Linked DNA regions of Mus musculus: regions 1 and 2 are each linked to region 3. Evidence: chromatin contacts called from public promoter capture Hi-C data. All regions are on one chromosome and are shown on one strand. The core of a region is the stretch at or near the end of the contact, and the rest is flanking DNA. Distances in the headings are between cores, read along the strand shown. Region 1 holds the start of Rhoq (ras homolog family member Q). Region 2 holds the start of Epas1 (endothelial PAS domain protein 1). Region 3 holds the start of Zfp36l2 (zinc finger protein 36, C3H type-like 2).

What was found. Promoter capture Hi-C pulls out the DNA fragments that hold promoters and counts their contacts.
Region 1: a promoter capture Hi-C map of pre-B cells shows a contact between it and region 3, with 4 times the contacts expected there. The contact joins the promoter of Rhoq here to the promoter of Zfp36l2 in region 3. A contact is called at or near these places in 2 of 39 promoter capture datasets (liver and pre-B cells).
Region 2: a promoter capture Hi-C map of liver shows a contact between it and region 3, with 4 times the contacts expected there. The contact joins the promoter of Epas1 here to the promoter of Zfp36l2 in region 3. A contact is called at or near these places in 2 of 39 promoter capture datasets (both in liver).

What each region holds. Positions count from the first base shown.
Region 1 is chr17:86,961,762-86,965,708 of GRCm38.p6, reverse strand. It overlaps Rhoq (ras homolog family member Q), which reads right to left and starts at 2,598. Exons shown (of 5, transcript NM_145491.2): 1 at 1,962-2,598; 2 at 1,351-1,409. The coding sequence starts at 2,103. It overlaps LOC115488765 (hapless 2-like), which reads right to left. Exons shown (of 3, transcript XM_030250169.1): 3 at 2,163-2,836. The coding sequence ends at 2,163.
Region 2 is chr17:86,752,577-86,756,371 of GRCm38.p6, reverse strand. Epas1 (endothelial PAS domain protein 1) reads right to left here and starts at 2,508. Exons shown (of 16, transcript NM_010137.3): 1 at 2,064-2,508. The coding sequence starts at 2,089.
Region 3 is chr17:84,186,525-84,190,785 of GRCm38.p6, reverse strand. It overlaps Zfp36l2 (zinc finger protein 36, C3H type-like 2), which reads left to right and starts at 2,839. Exons shown (of 2, transcript NM_001001806.2): 1 at 2,839-3,142; 2 at 3,630-4,261. The coding sequence starts at 3,092. It overlaps Thada (thyroid adenoma associated), which reads left to right. Exons shown (of 38, transcript NM_183021.3): 38 at 1-730. It also overlaps a transcript of Gm36279 not described here.

The sequences.
Region 1 (3,947 bases), core at 1,349-3,848, 2.8 Mb before region 3:
CGTTAACACAGCTCCTCCTGTTGCTGTGACCCCCAACCATAAAGTTATTTTGTTGCTATTTCATAACTGTGATTTTGCTACTGTTATGACTCTTAATGTAAACATTTGATGCTTAGGATAGCTGATAGTGATCCCTTCCCGACAGGCTGAGAACCACTGCTCTAACAGTTGAGAAATCGGGGCCAAATCAAGCCTCTCCCACCTCCCCAAAAACCCACAAAATATTTCTAGACATGAGTATAGAATCTGAGAGCGTACGATGCTAAAAGGCAGATCTAATCAAACACATATTTAGCATATCGTATCTGGTGGTATTTCTCTCCCCCTGGGCCCCACCCCACCCCACCTCCATCTTCAGCCCCCTGTTCACAACTAAAGCGCAAAGACTGGAGTCACTGTTCACCGTTCAATGGCTCGCGCATCCTCAGGGCTCTCAAGCCTGCATAAGACACAGCAACTTCCAAAGACTTCAGAGCACACTGCAGAGCTGAATTCTGCGAAACCATCACCTTAGTCAGCCCCAGAAGAAAGAAAGTGGGTCTGGCAAGACAGTGGAGCTAGGTTAGGGAGACAGAACCCCCAAGAAAACCCCTTAACCCTACAGGAGAACAGTCTGACCCTTCAGTTTGCCAGCACTAGCCAGAGACTGCAGAAAGACGCGTTCCTTTCCTTTCTGCACATAATCTCTCCAAAGAAAACACAAAGTCACCTGGCCCTCCAGGGGGAAGAAAGCTTCCTCCAAGACTCCAGCTGAACTCTTAACCCTGCCGCCCCAACCCCAGGGAGTGGCTGACGGTTGTTGTTTCTTTTCTTTTTCCCTGTGCTCCTCTGGTAACACCACAAATTACGTTTTCAGGGACTGGAGTCCCAGAGTGCAATGATGTTGTAATAAACACAACCAGGACCAAACGCCTTCCCAGCCTCTTAGATGATGCCATTTCCCACCAATCAGGCTCCTCGGGCAGGCAGACCACTCACCAATGAGGGCCCAGACAGAGGCTGCGAGGGGGAGACCTGGTCATCAGCAACTAAAAATAAGAACGCTTTACCATTGGCTGCTGCCACTTTGCAACAGGAGTTGGGACCCACTCACCAGGCAACACACGTAAAGACCCATACAGTCAAAAACTTTTCACATCGCGGGGTTCACGCTGGTCTGCGTTTTCTTTTGGGTTTGTTTCCTTAATTTGCTGACTTAAGAAAAAAAAAACCAACCTGATCTTGAGGCAGCCCCCCCCCCCAAAACACACCCTCCCACCTAGACACCTCAGTTTCCAAAGGCCCTCCACAGCCACACAGAATTGGCGAGAGATGGGGGTAAGGGAACCGGCCAGAAGCCAAAACACTCACCTGTCCAGCTGTGTCATAGAGTCCCAAGAGGTACTGCTTGCCCCCCACGGTGACGCTGACTGCAAGGACAGAAGTGGGGGGTGGGGAGAGAAGCTCACAGTGATCTGAGATCTAGCACTTTGGCTCCCCACAGTAACCTCCTTTCCCAAATACTGGGAAGCATGTGGGTGCTCCCCAGGAGACAACATTCCCCTTTTATCCGAGTCCACTTCACTGCCAAGTTGCATGAGATATAGGTGTAATGTGGCCCCTGCCATCCACTCCCCCCCCCCCCCAAACCCTGTAGCCACGTCTACTAGTGTTCCCAGATGTTTCCCCTACAGGGGTTTCGGGCAGTAAGGGAAGAGGCAGCTGGAAGGTCAAGAAGGGCGCTCAGGGGACTGAAAAGTGTGGGAGACGGGGCGAAGGGGGAGATAGGAATGGGGTGGGAGTTGCTGCGAGGGGTGGGGTGACCAGAGGCACAGCTTGGGGGGGGGGGTGAAGCCGCCAGGCAGAGGGCACGGCGGGGGAGGGGAGCACGCTCAGGGGAGGCAAGCCAGGGGGCTCAGCCAAAGTTGCTCCAAAGTTCCCAGCCGGGGATCAGCCCCTTAGTCAGCAGGGCAGAGGCGTACCTGCGTAGTGGTCGAAGACAGTGGGCACGTACTCCTCGGGGAAGGCGTCGTTGGCATAGCTCATGAGCAGGCACGTCTTGCCCACCGCCCCGTCGCCGACCACCACGCACTTCAGCATCAGCGCGCCGGGCCCGTGAGCCATGCTGCGGCCGGCCGGCCTCGGGGCATGGTCCCCCCGGAGCCCCCGCCCTGGCCCCGGGCTCAGCCCCAGCCCGCTTGGGGGGTCCGCCGTCGCCGCCGCTCGGCGCAGCAGGGCCGCCCTCCCGGCCCCATGCAGCGGTTCCCCTGACCGGAGGAGAAGGTGCGGCGGGCCCGGGGCGCAGCCGCCGCCGCTTCGATCTCTGCCCCGCTCCCCGCCCTGGCCCGGCTCGCCGCGCCCGCCTGCTGGCCCCGCCGCTCGGCGCCCGAACCCGCTCCCCGGCCCGGCCTCCCCAGGAGGATCCGCCGGATCATAAGACCGTCCGGCCCCAGGGGAGTCGGCAACTTTGGGGAGGGCGGCGGAGGGGAGGGGCCAGGCGGCTCTGCCCGCCCCGCGCCGCTCCGGCCCCCGCCCTCCTGGGCCGGTGAAGGGGGGTGGGGGAGGGCGGTCCGGGCGGCTCCGGAGTGCGGCGCGCCCCGCGCCCGCGCCCGCCGTGCGCTCCTGCCGCTCACCCAAGCTTGACTCCCTGGGAGTCGGGCGCGGAGGCCGAGGAGGAGGCGCCCTGTATCCGGGAGGATGGGGGCTGGGGGAGGGGCTCTTGGGCAGCCGCTAGGAAGGAGCCCAGGGCTCCTCGCGAAAGTGCGGCCAAAGCCCGGAAGCGTCCGCAGGCCCCGGTGCCCGGAGGAGACGTGAAGGCCTTTCGGGGAATCACGACGACTTCCACGGTGACGCAATTCTGCAACATTATACAGATGTGTATATTTAAATTCTGCCTGGAAGGCAGGAGCCATCTCGTCGGCCTGCAAGTGCTCCACGCAACTAGAAATCAGGAACAGCGGCCAAGAGGGTTATAAATATAATTAATAACAATAATTAGAAAGGTGTGCGGAGGCTGGGAGGGTGGTGGGTCTCGGAACTGGAAAACTGAGACTTCTGGCTTATTGCTTGCTCCTCAGCATCACTACCCCACGCTTTTCGCAGCACGAGCTTGAGTCATTTTCTATGAAATCGGTGACTAAGAGATGCAGCATATTGCACCCCCAACCAGCCACAAAGGGGCGAGCCCTTGTCAGGAGACCACAGATGTTATTTGTGCTCCCCCTGGAGGCGACATCGTCCGAGGCTTCCTTTCGCTTCCAAGCGTCTCTCCAAAAGTATTCAATTGTGATCCCTGAGGTATGATGTAGCCTCGCGCTCTGAGACTTGGCCAGTGATTCAGGACCAACCCTGCGCCTCTGTCTGGCAAGTCCGGAAACACTTGTCTGGCCAGGGCCAGTTAGTTGTGTGGCCGAGTGCTGCTTTAAATGTACGGTCTTGGTTCGAAGGCTCACTCTGCGCTGACTGACCCCACACCGCAGCCTACCCCCAAGCTTGCTGACAGGGAAGTCCTTTCCTCTCACCAATTCATAGTGGTAGAAAATGCTGTGTTGAGAGGTGCGTGGGTCACTCATACCCTTGCCCCCGGGATTTAGGTGGGGGAAACTGGGACCAGTGAAGTGGTTACCAAAAGGTTCCCTGTCACTCCCGGTGTTCAAGGGCCACCTGGGGAGATGCCTACTGTGATGCCCTCATTTCACTTCCACGAACCCTGGACGCCAGTTTTCAAGTCATAATCCTGATTTCAATTCGACCAGGAAGATTTCAAATAGTATTTAACGTTCCTTGTGAACGTAGGGGAACATCTCTCCATACCCTGTCCATTGCATTCGAGTGGAGGTACTTGCATTGACTACACTAATAAATCTGAAAGTTACTTCATACATTCTGAAAGGTTAGGAAAGGCACCACACTATCTTGAAGTCAGGTCTTGACACTTTCCCGTGAAGGAGAAGAGAGCAAGGTTTGCT
Region 2 (3,795 bases), core at 1,259-3,758, 2.6 Mb before region 3:
GGGTGGTATCACCAATCCGGGAACCCTTGCTGCTCACATTGATTTCCTGAAGCGCTCTGGAAAGCTCTGGGCAGCCATTTAAGGGACATTAACTTTTGATGCCCTGCTTCACAATTTTCAACTACATATTGATGCCCCCAAGAAGTCAGTCAATTTAACCAGAATCTCAAAACCACTATCCTAACAGGCTTTGGAAGTCTGAACCTACACTGAACCTACACTGCTTGCCCTGTTTTTTGGACACACACACACACACACACCCTGCGGGCCTGGCTACCACTGGGGCACTGCACTACAGGCCGAAGATTCCTAGGAGGTTCACAGTCTGTGTCACACTGGTTCTTAAAGTGGCCGCTGTTGTGGATAATTTGTAGTGTCATTATGCAACGTTCTTCTAGGCTCTGACTATACTCCCTGCCAGCCCTCGGCAAAGAGTCTCTGCAAGCTGGGTATGGAAATAGCTTTCCCCACTGATCCCTGACTCTCCCAAGGATTGATAGACCTAAGAGCAAGATGACACTTGACACTGATTACTGTCAGGTCTCATCTCGGACAAACGCGACAGTCACCCATAGACAAGGCAGTAATAAAGTGTTCAATAAGTGCTCCTGGCTACTCTGCTGTCCAACTTCGCGGTTTTGATGGTTTGTGATTACCCTCTGGCTGGTTTTACAGTTTGAGCTAGAATCTTAGTCTTTTTTTTTCTCTCTCTCTCTCTTGCTTCTCCTTCTCTACCCTCAAAGTACACAGAACCTCAGAGTTGTTTGGTGGGCGATAATGGGGAATCTAGAACCGGACTCAATACCTTCCCCCTCTAGAGATCCGCCAGCGCAGGGCGCGGGCGCCGGGCCAGGACGGGTGCGATTCGCTGGAGTTTATCAACTCCTTATCGGTGCCCTGAGGTGGGAGCTGCAGCTTTCGACCAGAGGATACACAGTTCCTGGCTCATGTCCCTAAGTGGAAGCCCAAACAAAAAGCCCGTTTGCTCGGGGCTGGGTCCTCACCGCCAGTCTTTTCCAGTCTGGCCACGGATCTCTGGCAGCTCGCGCCATTCTGCGGTCACGCGTACCATTCCGGACACCCCAGCTAAGTCGCCACGGAGCGCAGTGCTGGAAGCTCTAACCCACGGCACGCACCGATCGAAACAGGAGCAAAGTGCCAGGCGGCCAGCTATAAACTTTTGCAGGCGACGAGAATGTACCCAGGTCTGCGGCGGGGTCACAGTGTGTTCCCACCTCAGCTCCTAGAGCTGGGTGTCAAGTCACCAGATGCGGGGCGGATTGAAGGAGGCTCGAGGGCAGCGCGAGTTGCCCCGAGTTGCCTCTCACCCAGTGCCGAAAGGTTCGCGAGGACAAACCTTCGTGGCTGCCCTTCGTCTTAAGAATCAGACACTCGGAGCCGCCGGGTGTCACGGTCTTCTCTCTGCACACTAGAGCACCTGCCCCCGCAGGGCAATCCAGGTCACTCACTCCCCACTCTCTGCCGGAGTCTAGGTGTAGGGTAAGGTTAAGGGGGTTGAACAAACTTGGGTGCCGTCTGGAGCAGGACCCTTGACAGTGTTCCGGCTTCTCGGTCAGGGCGCACCCCAGAGTTGCGCTTTGCCCTCTGTTCCATGCTAGTTTGGGGCGCAAAGCCCGCATAGGAACGCTCTCGGAAAGACCTAGAGGGTCTTAGGAAAAGAAAGGCGTGTCTACTGCTCCAGCATGGAAACCCTAAGAGTCGAGGGCATCAGCCCAGAAACATTTCAAAACACTCGCTAGGGAAGCTTGGTGCTCCAGGGACGACAGACTTTGGAAGGCGCCGCGGAAGCACCCCTGACCTCCAGGGCCATCTCTCCGTGTCTCAAGGTCTCGGAACTATCCGCTTTGCAACTCTACTGCGACACCGCAGCTCCTTGTCCCTAAAGGCATCACCGACTCGCTTACTCAAAGCCCCTCAACAGCGGTCCTCCAGCCTCCGAGAACTCTCGCACCCCTCTCCCGACTGCCCCGGGTCGCGCCCGCCACGCGCAGTTCCGCCAATGCCTGGGACCAAGTCGGTCGCCAGCTTTGACTCCCGCTTACCTTTTTTTCTCCTTGTCAGCTGTCATTGTCGCCGTGGCCCTCCGAGACCCGGAGCACCTGGGTTCCTTAACCCCGTAGGGGCTGCAGCCGCTCTCTTTGCTGTGGCCCTCCGCAGCTCTCTGTCGCCCGGGCAGGTGTGAAAGGTCTTTAGTGCTCGCAGGTCCGAGAGTCCCGCTCAATCAGGTGGAAGTTTGCAGAGGGCTGGCTAGGTGCGGAGGAGGAGGAGGGAGGAGGGGGGTGACGGGGAGGAACCTGCAGGAGGAGGCGGGGCCGGGGAAAGGAGTGGGAGGAGGTTGTAAGACGCCAAAAGAGAGAGAGAGCAGCGACAAGGGACCTGGAGTTCCGTTTAGCCCCGAACAGGAGTCACTTTTCTGGGATCTGACAAATCAAAACCAACCAACCAAAAAAGAAAAAGAAAAAAAGAAAAAGAAAAAAAGAAAAAAAAATGGCTCGAAGAGAGCAAGTTGGAAAAAAATCCGGGGGCAAGCGAGTGCGGCCGCTGAGATGACCATACAGTCTCAGGACACTGCCGAGGATTGTACGGCCGCCTCAGGAGAGCTGGAGCGGAGCGCTGCGGACTCCGGAGCTGTACACCGGCCGCTCTCGAATGTCCGGCCTCCTCGGCTGTCAGCCCACTTTAAAAACTCGGACGGCCCGCCCGCGGGAGGGCGCGAGGGGCGCGGGAGTGGGACATCGGGCTGGGGGCGGGCCGGGGGCGGGGCTCCAGAGAAGCCCCGCCCCGCACGCTGGCTGCCTGCCCCGACTTCCCACCGTGTCCCGGCCAATAGGGAGGCGCGGCCACAGCCTCTGCCCTGACCCCGTCCCTCCCCTTTCTCTGGAGCTGCGCTCCTCGGGCGCCCGCCTGCCCTTCCTCCTCCTTCCGCAGAACTGCGACTTGTTTTTGAGGTCGCTGGTGGCGAGTAACTATATGGGACTCCAAATGGAAGCGCAGTTAGCGCAGGACTGAGTAATGGCGGGGATCTGCTACCCAAGTTCGGAGTATGCCTTTGCGCCAGTGTCCTTTCAGCCTCACTTTTCCCCTAAGAGCTAGGCTAGGGCAGGAGCGCTGGGTCGGAGATCGCGAGCGCAGCTAGGGCGTGCAGCGAGCGCCCAGCCAACCCCCCCCCCCCCCGCTTCCGGGTGCTGCTATAGTCCCCTAAACCATCCACTTGGCTCCCTTCGGCCGGCGGTAATGATCCCCAGGACCCTGTCGGCTCTTGTTCTTGTCTGCCTTGGAGGTGCGCTCTCTTTGGCCAAACTGACCTTGACTTCTGAGTCCCGAGTGGCAGAAAGTTGTGGGAGAAACTGGGACAAAAATGATCTAGGGTTGCTCCTGCCTGTGTCTTCCTCAACCGGTTTGTGGGTTTTGAGGTGCTCGTGGTAGACTGTTAGGTTTAAGTGTATGCCTGAGAGGAGAGCCTTGGAGCTCCCTCAGGCCTCTGCCCGCTCTCAATACCCCAGTATCACCGTGGGCTCCCCAGAGAGTTCCTGAGTGTGATGTTGGGATGTGTTGATAGCGTGTTCCCAAATCACTGGATGTGCTCTTCCGGGGTTCGAAGGATACAGCCAACTGCAGGACGTGGTGTTATGAAGTCTCCTCTTCCCTAGGCAGTCAGAGGGTTCTTTGGCCTTTCCACCTGTGAGATGCCCACTCCTGCTTTGATCTTAGACACTTTCCCATTTCCTACTTCTGCAGGAAAATCTCCAGAAGGAAGAAGGGCAGCCATGGATT
Region 3 (4,261 bases), core at 1,590-4,089:
AATTCACGGCGTGGATGTGTTGCTGTAGTGTGATCCACATTCCCAGTTATCCACAAAGACCATGCCAGCCATAGAAGGAACTTGTAGGGCCTATAGCTATGTTCAGATACTTCTCAGTGAGTAGTCACTTAGAATCATGAGGAAAAGGGAGAGAGGCATTCTATATGCTAGCTCCTCCTGCAGAGACGCTGACATTTCACATGTAATTGGTCTCAGAAGAAAACCATCCTGCACCACAGAAACACGGCTGTGCTGGAGTAGAGACCTGTACGCAGGGAGAGGGAAGTCAGGAGCTGTGTCCTTCCTGGCCATGAAGAGGAACAGAAATCCCCTGGGTGGTCTTAGAAACACTCAGCACCCTGGGGTCTGTGTGGCCCTGTAGTAATTACCTAGTTAGGCAGTGCAACCCACTGCTGATGAAAAATTGAAAACCTAACATTGTTTAGTTTGTTTTGGGCTTTGCTTTTAGTTTTCTGAGTCAGGCTTGCTATTTACACTAGGCTGGCCTCAAACTTGTGTTAATCCTCCTGCCTTTGCCTCCTGAGTGCCAGGATTCCAGGCATACACCACTATACCCAGCATTACACTACTTTAAGATCTAGTTGGTGAGAGGGGCTGGTGGTGACAACCTTGGGAGATTAATTCTGAACAGGACCCAACCTTCCCTCTCCCCTTCCATCTAAAATGAAATAAAAGCAGTTACATGACAATAAAACCATCTCACATTGGCAGGCATGCTGTCCCAAAGCATGTTTCAGAGCAGGCTTATGTTATCTCCAAGTCCATCCTACCAAGTCTGCCATTAGCTGGGACTTACCCCAGACTTGGATCTTGGCTGGCTGTGGCCAATCTGGGAGGACAGGAGGGATGGATGGCTCCACAGGTGGGCTTGTATCTGCAATCCTGCTAGCAGTAGCTAGGGGAACGACTGCTGCATGCTTTCCTGAGAGAAACCAGGAAAACCTTAGTCACAGCCTCATGCTTACATTTGGGGTCCTTTCAGCCACAGAACCCAGCAGTAATAGGGGCAAGAGCAACGTGGGTGGGAAGAGTGAAGCAGCCATCTTCCCTAAGTCACTACACTTGAGGGTCCTAAGATCTGGGTGGCCCCTTGCTCAGACCACAGCCAAAAGCCAGTTTGCTTTAATATATAAGATGGTGAGGGCTTTGTTCCTTTATAGGGGTATGGTCTCACTCTCACACTAAGCTGTGCAAGGCTAGCCTAAAACTCACCACAGTTTGTGATTAGTGCTAGGACTATAGGCATGAACCACCGTACCCAACCCACTCAGCACTACGTCCAAGACACTACAGTCTTCTGGCAGCCATTGGCTCTACCTACAGGGGCAGCATGCACTGCAGTGTGGCCAAATGCACCTGGACTCAGGAGCCTTTGAGTGACAGATCTACCTCCTTAGCTTCAAGGTTAACTGATACAGCCCAAGTGCACACTGGACTGGGTCAACCAGACAGGAAGAGCAACATGGGAAGGATGTAGTTGGTCAAGCAGCCTTCTCTGGCAACTACTGGGCCTTCCACCCAGGGCAACCCGGACTGCCAGCTGGGTGAATTCATGGGCCCAACTCCAGCTTTTGGCAGCCAGTATGAAGTGTAGGGATAAAGGGTTCTGGACCTGACCAGATGGGCCTCACGGGGTGGGGGTGGGGGTCGCTAGGTGTGTGGAGGTGTGTGTGTGTGAGACCCCTCTCAAAAAGAGCCAGGGGCCTTCTGGGACTGCTTTTTCCATGGAAAGCTGGTAGGAGTTGCACTAAAGGCAACCGAATGAGGACCTCTTTCCCCCAACCTGGGTGGTGGTTCAGCAATCACCGCCTCGCCTCCGGCAGCTCACACAAAGCTTAGATTCAATGCCGCGCCTCCCACAGCAGAAGGAGGAAGGTTGCAGGATTCGACAGGCCAAGGCTGTACAGGCGGGAAGCCTTGGCTAGGAGCTGCACCCACATCCCCGAGAGGAGGCCAGGCCAACCAGCAGGCACAAAGGTGAAGGAAGTGACTTCCTCTATGTCCACACTGCTCCTCCGACTTCCCTCTAGTCCCCTGGAATAGGCTTTCCCGCCCCGGACACCCCGCGCCACTCGGCGCCTTTGGCCCAGGCTCAAGGTCTTGTGATGTGATTAGCAAAGCCAGCGCCTTGTCCTCAGACACTCGGCTCTGCCCCACAGGCCGCAGCGCTCAAGTCCTGTTTACTGAGCCTGGGCGGGGAGAGGGGCGGAGAAACGCGCCAATGCTCCTCCAGGCTGGCCGCTCCCGCCCCCACCCCTACTGCGTCTCCACGTGCAGCCGGGCCGGAGCTGCCACCTACGGGACAGGCCGCGACCCCCGTTCCTAGTCCCAAGCAACTTGGCCAAGCGCACCATTGCTGTTTTGCTGTTCCCGCGCGCGGAGCAAAAACTAGGATGGGAGATAAAAGCTGCGCCAGTCGGCCCAGCCGGATCGGGCGAGGAAAGGCACGTCCCGGGTAGCCCCGTCCTGGGCAGATAGAACGTGTACGTGCTTTCCAACGTTATACTCGTAGAGGCGGAGGAGAGCGAGGTATTCCCGCCGCCGCCACCCAGCAGGACCCAAGGGGGCCGCACGCCCCACGCCGCTCGGGACGCCCAGGCTGCCCGCCCCTCCCCTCCCCTCTCCTCCCCTCCCCCGAAGGGGAAAAATTGGCGGCGACCAATGAGAAGCCGAGAAGGAGCCTGACGTCCGCGGGCTGGCGGGCGGCGTTGCCTGGAGACCCCGGCCGGTCAGCGTTCAGTCCCCTCCCCCGGTGCGCTTTGCCCCGCCGCCGCGCCGCTCCGGGGCTGTATAAAGGGCGCACGCTCTCAGGTCTCCGAGTTCCACCAGTCCGCGAGCTGCCGACGGCTCGGGCGGGGGGCGGGCCGGGGCGCCGAGCTGCGCTCTCGCTTCTCCTCTGCCCCCCACTCCGCGCCACGGCCTCCCGCCGCCGCTTCCTCGGCCGCACAAGCACAACTTTCCGTCCCTCCTTGGCCCTCGCCCGTTATTCATCTTGGTTCGAGTCTCGCCGTACCGAGGGCACCTCCCAACCTCCACGCTTGCAATTTCGACCATTACAGGACCCAGAAAAATGTCGACCACACTTCTGTCACCCTTCTACGATATCGACTTCTTGTGCAAGGTAAGCAGGCAGCCGGAAAGGATGGCGGACGGCCTGGAACCCTTTGGAGTTCCGAGACTTGCCGCCGGGCCGGGCCGAGGCGGGAGGGACCCTTCCAAGTTGACTTTGCGGGTGGAGGGAAGTCCTGGAGTTAGCAGGACTGTGTGCTTGCGACTGTGGGCGTGGAGAGAGCGAGTAGCGGCTGGAGCAGCCGTGCTCCTCCCGAACCGACCGCGGCCACGCTGCCGGGACTTCCCGGACAGCGTTTGCGCCGCCCACCCCGTGGCCACGGGCCCAGGATCACATGGCTAGACCCGGAGCGGCCGGGGTGGGCGTCCTCCACTCTCTCCGGCCTGCGTTTTGCGAGTGTAGCGGTGGAGGCTGAATCGGATCCCACCAGAAACCCCAACAAGTGGGCAGTTGGGACTAGGGCGTTCACTCTGCAGTTAGCCCCGACTCTCTTCCCCATCCGATTTTCATCCCGCTCCCGCTCCCCTCCCTTTGGCAGACGGAGAAATCCCTGGCAAACCTCAATCTGAACAACATGCTGGACAAGAAGGCGGTAGGGACGCCCGTGGCTGCTGCCCCCAGCTCGAGCTTCACTCCGGGCTTCCTGCGACGCCACTCCGCCAGCAACCTCCACGCGCTTGCCCACCCTGTGCCCAGTCCGGGCAGCTGCTCGCCGAAGTTCCCGGGCGCCCCTAACGGCGGCGGCAGCAGCTGTGGCCCCGCAGGCGGAGGCGGTCTGGCCTCCTACGGCCAGCTCAAGGAGCCTTCGGGGGGCAGCGGCACGGCGCTGGTCACCAAGGAGAGCAAATTTCGGGACCGCTCGTTCAGCGAGAACGGGGAGCGCAGCCAGCACCTCCTGCACCTGCAGCAGCAGCAGAAGGGGGGCAGCGGCTCCCAGATCAACTCCACGCGCTACAAGACGGAGCTGTGCCGGCCCTTCGAGGAGAGCGGCACGTGCAAGTACGGCGAGAAGTGCCAGTTCGCGCACGGCTTCCACGAGCTGCGCAGCCTCACCCGGCACCCCAAGTACAAGACAGAGCTGTGCCGCACCTTCCACACCATCGGCTTCTGCCCCTACGGCCCGCGCTGCCACTTCATCCACAACGCGGACGAGCGGCGGCCCGCGCCGTC